2 separate regions of the Zea mays genome follow, and region 1 is linked to region 2. The links are chromatin contacts, called in public Hi-C maps. All regions are on one chromosome and are shown on one strand. The core of a region is the stretch at or near the end of the contact, and the rest is flanking DNA. Distances in the headings are between cores, read along the strand shown. Region 1 holds the start of LOC100285676 (ribose-5-phosphate isomerase). Region 2 holds the start of LOC100276911.

The links. A called contact is a pair of places that touch in the nucleus more often than the background predicts.
Region 1: a Hi-C map of tassel shows a contact between it and region 2, with 2.0 times the contacts expected there. The contact joins the promoter of LOC100285676 here to the promoter of LOC100276911 in region 2. A contact is called at or near these places in 3 of 25 Hi-C or Micro-C datasets (leaf, tassel and an unstated tissue).

What each region holds. Positions count from the first base shown.
Region 1 is chr1:156,207,518-156,211,363 of Zm-B73-REFERENCE-NAM-5.0, forward strand. LOC100285676 (ribose-5-phosphate isomerase) reads left to right here and starts at 2,066. Exons shown (of 4, transcript NM_001358286.1): 1 at 2,066-3,012. The coding sequence starts at 2,075.
Region 2 is chr1:155,951,541-155,955,239 of Zm-B73-REFERENCE-NAM-5.0, forward strand. It overlaps LOC100276911, which reads left to right and starts at 1,948. Exons shown (of 1, transcript NM_001150608.2): 1 at 1,948-3,014. The coding sequence starts at 2,167. The coding sequence ends at 2,670.

The DNA.
Region 1 (3,846 bases), core at 816-3,315, 260 kb after region 2:
TTTGACCTAATTGGGTACTCAAACTCTAATTATCTCGGGTACAAGGTAGATAGGAAAACCACATCAGGGACATGCCAGTTTTTAGGGAGGTCCCTGATGTTTTGTTTGAGTTAAGTTGATGTAGTCTCAAAGGAGGATTGAAAGGGAAAAGGTGGATTTGGACAAAGGAAGAAGCTTCCACTGCATAAACAGTATCAATGTACTTTGTTCCAAATTGCCTTAGTTTTTCATTGCCTTTGCTCTTCATTTGCTATTTTTGGTGAGGCATTGAGGTTAGGCCGCTAGTTTCTCCATTTTGGTGCTTAATGCCAAAAGGGAGAAATTTAAGGCCAAAGCAACTAGATCAACCACCACTTAGAGTTTTAAAAAGTTTTTGAGCTTTTTAACTTGTCTTTTTATCAAAACCCTCTTGATAGCAAAGAGGTACCTTCTTATTGCAAAAACTACTCTCTTATGTGGGAAATGTTATCTTATGAGAAAAGGGTGAGTTTTTGGAGTTTGACCAAAACAGGTGCTTTAAACTGATTTGTTTTGCAAAGTCGTAATTTCTCGTCCTTTGAGCCAACTGGTGAAACCTTGAACTGTGAAGATCGACTGATCGAGTCTTCCTCTTCATGCCTGTGTGCTAGGTTGACCATCAGATCCAAGGGGTGAGGTTGGGCCAGAAACCAAGGCCACGACAGTTGCGGGTAGCGAGGTTACGATGATAGCGAACATGATAACGAGGTTAGACGATAGCGGACATGATTAAACTTGCGGCTGAGTTGCAAGTGTTTGTGAGTTGAGCTATGAAGATGAAGAGCTTGGAGAAAGGAGTCCCACATGATTTTTTGGGAACTTCCTCTTGTATACGGTTTGGGTGGTCTCGACCCATCTATGGGGTAATGGCTCACTAATAGGGGTTTGGGAGTAGGGCAATGATCCACTAATAGGGGCTTGGATGGTTTTTACAGCCTACCTATAGTGTATCGACCCACTGCTAGCTGGAGGGGAATAAACCTACGGCTTCACGCGTGACGCAGGACGACCGTCGAAACTGATGCTTTATAGTAGTAAAGGTAAAGAAGGCATATATATATATATATATATATATTTTATCTCATTGTTATTTCCTAATGTGTAGCTATGTGTATGTCAGCATCTAGCAACACGTGCTATGATACAATTGAATACAGTTGAATGGCTTGATATTCTTCATTGTTGCTGTAGAAAATCCTGAGAAGCAACATCTCTCAATCCGCTGAAAATTATAAGCTATATCTAAAAGGCATCAACATCATAATCATGTACAGAAGCTTCAATATTTCATTATGTGGCTTCAATAGTCATCATGTATAGAAGCTTCAGGGTCTGTTTGGTTGGGCTGTGGCTGTGAAAAAAGTTGTTGTGAGCTGTGACCTGTGGAAAAAGCTGTTGTGGGCTGTGAGTTGTTAAAAAGCTAAAAACCGTTCGGTGGAAACCACTAAAGTCGTTAAAAGTTCTTCGATATATGTTTTCACAGTTCCATCCGAAAGCCACTAAAAACAGGTCCACAGATATTTTTAGTTTTGCACTGCGAGAAAGTCAGCTTTTAGAAAAAGTTGTTTCCTTGATCCAACCCTTTGATTTGGCTTTTGACTTTTATGGGGCAAAAGCCAAACCAAACACACCCTCAATATGTCAATTTCCAATTTATTGTTGATTATAGTAAATAGAGCAACAACTTTAGCTAACTTTCTCGCAAGGGAGTCTAGATAATACCAAGTTTATGGTTTATAAAAATGCCATAGTATTTTATACCATAAAATGTTTGGTTGCACTTTTAAAAACTATATTTTAAAATCATAATATTTTAGATACCATGATGTTTTTGAAGTATTGAAAACTTCACTCAAAACTAAAATTTTTATGGTAATGGTTTATAATGTTATACCTAAACAATGTTTCTCGAAATTATGATATTCTTAGAGCCAGCCAAAACTTTTGTATTGTCCGCAAAGTATGGTATTGTAAAGCTATGGTTTTGTGAAACATTGTCCTAATCTGCTCCAAATTTACCAATTTTAGCTAGGGCAAAACGGATCCCGATTCCCGGATGGATGTGCCGGCCCGGCCCGGCCCGCTCGGCGCTCGTGCTTCTCCCCAGTCCCGTCCATCCAAAGCGTTTTGCACTTGTGCACAAACTGCGGCTGCTGTAGATACGCGCGCCGCCACTCCAAGGTCCAAGCCTCCCTTGCTCCCGCCACCGCCCCTCACCATGGGCAGCGCCGCCGCCTCTCCGCAGCCGTCTGGGAATCTGACGCAGGACGAGCTCAAGCGCGTGGCGGCGCACCGCGCGGTGGAGTTCGTGGAGTCCGGCATGACGCTGGGCCTGGGCACGGGTTCCACGGCCGCGCACGCGCTGGACCGCCTGGGCGACCTCCTCCGCGCGGGCGCGCTGCCCGGGGTCGCCGGCGTTCCCACCTCCCTCAAGACGGAGGCCCACGCCGCCCGCGTCGGGATCCCGCTGCTTCCGCTCGACGCCGCCTCGGGCGCCAGCATCCGCCTCTCCATCGACGGCGCCGACGAGGTCGACCCGGACCTCAACCTCGTCAAGGGCCGCGGCGGGTCGCTGCTCCGGGAGAAGATGATCGAGGGCGCCGGCGATCGGTTCGTCGTCATCGTCGACGAGTCCAAGCTCGTGCCGAGGCTCGGCTGCACGGGCGCCGTCCCCGTCGAGGTCATCCCCTTCGGCGCGCCCCACACGCTCGGCCTCATCCGCAAGGTGTTCGATGGAGTGCCTGGCTTCCACGCCAGGCTGAGGACGGTCCCCGCCGCCAATGGGGAGGACTCGGACGCGCCGTTCCTCACCGACAACGGCAACTACATCGTGGAGATGTTCTTCGAGGACGGTATCCGCGGCGACCTGCTGGACATCAGCGATCGTCTGCTCCGGATCACCGGCGTCATCGAGCATGGCATGTTTCTTGGCATGGCCACTACAGTCATCGTCGCTAACAAGGACGGCACCGTCACAGTCATCAACAAGAAGAAGTAATAATCTACAAGTAGCCTGTATGTGTGCGTCCGTGTGTGATCCAGCTACCTAAGTTCTGCTCGTTACCGTTGTGAAACCATCATTTTGTTTTATCATCTCATATCTTTCCTACTGGTGATTCCAATATATCTTATTTATTATCCCTCCAATATTATCACACATTGCCTTCTGGTGATTCTCATGCAACTACCTCCAGCTAAAACTGGAACAGAACGGTTCCGTTCTATTTGGCTCCTACCAAACACTACCTAAGATTGACTTGCTTCTAGCTTATTTTGGCTGACCTGACCGGAGGGAGTATTAAGAGCTGTTTGTTTGGTCGTTTTCAAACCTGAGATGCATTCCCAGCGTGACCCATTCCCATTATTGAGCGTTTGGTTGGGACGGCCCGTATTGGGTTGCACTGTCTGTGACCGGATACGGAGGGTAGCTTCTCGTTACCGCTCCTTAGTCTTTCTCCAGCAGACTCCTTATTCCACTCTCTATCTCACTTTCTATTTCAAACTGCACTCTGTAAATAGTGCAATCTACCGTACAAAACAGTACTTTGCACGACTGTTTACACGCCCTGCTGGAGATGGATCCCGCAGCGCTCCTCCTCCTGACCTCCCCTCGTGCGGCGTGACTCGCTCAGGAGCAGGTTCGGTCGACGACCACCGTGCTGCAAGTCTGTCAACAGCGGTGCTCCTTCGGCCCTGTTCGTCGGTGAGGATTGTCCTCTCCCTCCTCTGGTCCTGTTCTTCGGCCCTGTTCGTCGGCGTGACTCGCTCAGGATTGACCTTCTTGCTGTCTAGCCTCCCAAGAAGCACTGTCCACTTTGGTCCTCCGGA
Region 2 (3,699 bases), core at 698-3,197:
TGTCAGAGGAGGTGGCCCCGCCGTCATGGCCCGCAGGCGAGGTGAGGATCTGTTCCGTCGCGGCAATCTGAGCAGCGATAGCGTCGGCGGCCTCGCGCTCAAGCTCCCACACGAGGGCCGCTTCCCGCAAACGGGCCTGTCGCGCCGCGTGCTCCGCACGGGCAGCGGTGAGGGCGGCGACGGTGTATCCCTGGTGGGTGACCAGTGGAGGAGGCGGCTGATCGACGACAGGATGTGGATCGACGACCAGCGACAGGAGGATTGGTGGGGGAGGATCCTCTGGACCGGCAACACCTGCGGGAACCGCATCCGCCACAGCCGCAAGGGCAGAGGCGGTGCCCGCAGCGGTGAGGGCCCCACCGGCGTCGGTGGGCCCTGCCCCCCACGCCGGCCCGAGCGCAGGGGAGGTGGGAACGGACCCCCACGCCCCTGCCACCAGAGCCTGCGCACCCGCAGGGGAGGCAGCGACGACAGCTAAGAGGGGATAGGGAGGGGCCAGGGGGGCACGCCCACCCACGGCGACCGCAGCAGCGGCAGGGCCCGCGCGGCCCCCACGGCGGCGGCGGCAGCACCACTGCCGGCGCGGCCAGGAGAGGTCGCGCGGCCAGGAGAGGCAGCGGCAGCCAGGGGAGGCAGCCCACGCCCAGGAGGAGAGGGGAGGGAAGGTGGAGGGGGAGAGAGGAGGCTGCTCGCCAGCCATGGTGAGGAGCGGCGACGGCGGCGGCTGTAGGGGAGAGGGAGGCGACGACGGCTGTAGGGGAGGGAGGAAAACCTAGGCTGATGATACCATGTTAGAAGTAATAATTATGTATTAGGGCTAACCCTAGAGAGTAGCTATATAGTATTTGTACATGGACAATATATATGCCGCACAAGTTTGAAATGAACTTTGAGGCGCAGAACGTTAACGTTACTACTCGTCAATAAGCAGCTATGATTGAACGAGCTACTCGTCAACCGGGGAGGCACATTTGTTTTACGAAATATAGCGTAAATAAAAACAATAATAAATTACACTTAATAACAAGTTTTAACATAAATAATACCAGTTTCTAAAGTTTAGTCTAGTGACTAAAGTAACTAAACATAGCCGGATTTATGTGATGTTTGAATACACTAAAGATAATAGTTAGTAGTTAAAATTAGCTAAGAGATCTTCAAGAGTTCCCTAGAAATTGGCAGCTTGTTTCTGGGTAGTCAAAAAACCCCTCATTTGTAGCTACAAATGAGGGAGTTTTAAGGGCTATGAAAAATTTGGGAGCGTTCAAGGGAAACTGTTAGAGACACGTTTTTTTGTTTTTTCAAAAAAAAACTTGATTTAGGAGAGACTTCTGAAAAACTCTTGGAGATGCTCTAAAGACATCCAAACACTCTAGCTAATAGTTCAATTATTAGCTATTTTATTAAATTAGTTAATAATTAGGTAACTATTTGTTAGCTAGTTAATTTCACCGATAATTTTTTAGCCAACTAATATAGGATATTTAAACAATCTTTTTAATAAACATAATTTAACGTTATAAATTAGCATTTAAGTTATACATGGAATCAGTTTACCTTTTGGTCATCCACTTTTTGCGAGGTGTCTAAGGCTACGAGCCTACGAGTGAAGAAAAGTCGCTGGTAGCTCCTTTATCTTTTTACCGTCCTATCCTTATCCTGTACTATTGTATTGTACAGGCTTGCTCGAACTGTAGCTCCGCCACGTGGATCGTCTCAGCGCATGCATGCATGGTCCTGGACTGCATGTACTCACTCATGGAGGCCAGAGGCCAGAGGCCACGGCAGAGGTTAGAGAACCCATGTCGCACCAAGCCAAAAAAACAAAACCAAGGAAAACCACTACGCCCTTCTCGATCCGTCTAGAGCGTAGCGTAGCGTAGCGTAGCGATGGCTTTAGCCATGCCAGCTTGCCTGTAAATATCAGAGTATGCTCACAGGCAGCACGGGCTCCATCTACTGGGATTCTCGTTTTAAACCCCTGACCCCCATGCATCTCGCACGGGCACGGGCACGGGCACGGGCACCGGCACGGCACGGGCCACGGTTATAAATAACCACACACCCTCAAGGGCTGAACCGAACCAAGCAGTAACATTAATCACCCACTCTACTACTCGAAGTTACTACCAGCAGCTTGCTTCAACAGTAGAAGAGAGCGAGAGGATGGCGTCACCGAAGCCCTCGTCGGCGGCCCTGCTCCTCCTGGCGGCGGCGGCCGTGCTGGCGCTGGCGCGCGCGGACCTGACGCACGACAACTGCGTGAAGAACAAGAAGGTGACGGTGCAGAACCTGTGCAGCCACGACGTGACGCTGACGCTGGAGCCGCTGGCCAACAGCCCGCCGCTGTTCGCGGGCACCTACACGCTGCACCCGCGCAGCCACGCCGAGTTCCCCGTGTGCTGGTGGACGGGGCGCCTGCGCGCGCCCGACGCCGCCCAGGTGGAGTTCCACGTCGGCGTCGACGGCGGCTCCTTCTACCTGGCCCCCAACGCGCAGCCGGGCCAGCGCGTCCCGGTCTCCGTCACCCCGCACGGCTCGCCGCTGCAGGGCCGCTGCCCCGCCGTCGGCTGCGCCATCCAGGGCCGCTGCTCCGTGCACCAGGTGCCCAGCGGCGACTGCCGCAACGTCCAGGAGATGAAGATCATCTACTGCAACCCGCACGTGTGATGCGATGCGGACATGGGGTCGTCGCGCCATCTCGCGACCTGTGTTGTGCTTTCTTTCATGTCGCCGTCGCCGTCGTGTGTCCAACCGCCATTGTCGTTAGGTTGTTGTTGATTAGCCGTTTGCTTCGCTCAGTAGCCTCGCTCTCCAGTGTATTATCACTCGCATCGCATGCATGTGATGTGAGCCACTGCACGCGTGAGTGTCACATGAGTCGTCGTCCTGTCTCGTCTCATGTGTTTGAAATTGTAGGCAGCAGAGGATCGAGATGCGTGTCTGCTTTGTTCGTGTTCACTGCTGTCAGTCTGTCACCGAGTTCAATAATTTAGCTTTGTTTCATCGGGAAATTGAATGGATGTCTGTTGTTGTTTAATCTATTTTTAATTTTTGAATAATAATAATAATAATATAGTTTATTTTAAATAATTAACAGATGGCTACCGTAGTTTTGAAGCGGAGGCAATATAGCTAAATCGGTCTATGTGTCTCTGTAGTAAAAGTTCAAACGCACACGGTCATGGCCTCATGGGGGCAGGCAGGGCAGGGCACATGGACGGTCCGATTTGTCCGACTCGAACAAAATTAATGAGGCCCCCACTTGAGTTGTAAGCCCTGAGTCTGAGCTTTACCCACGGCCCATCATCAAAGCCTAGAGATGCCCACCTTCTTTAAAGGTCTGTTCTTTATATATTACAACCAGCTGCCAGCCATATCAAACAACTGTTTAGTATTTATTTAGCAACTTTATTTTTTCAAGATATTTCTATTTTTAAAGGAGAATAAACTATTTTCTCTTGGAAATAAAAATCCCTTAAAAATCAAAGAAGCCCCTACTTGAGATCTTGGCACTTATGGGTTGTAATTTGTAAGGTCTGGGCTTGAGCTTTACCCACTTATGGGGCAGAGCGCGCGGGCGCGAATCGCTATCCTCAGATCTGAGCCGTTGGATCGGGAACAAACGTTTGTGATGGGGCGCGCGAGGCTTTACAGCTTGGTGGCCGGTGTTGCCTCCTCCGCGGCGGCAAGGTCGCC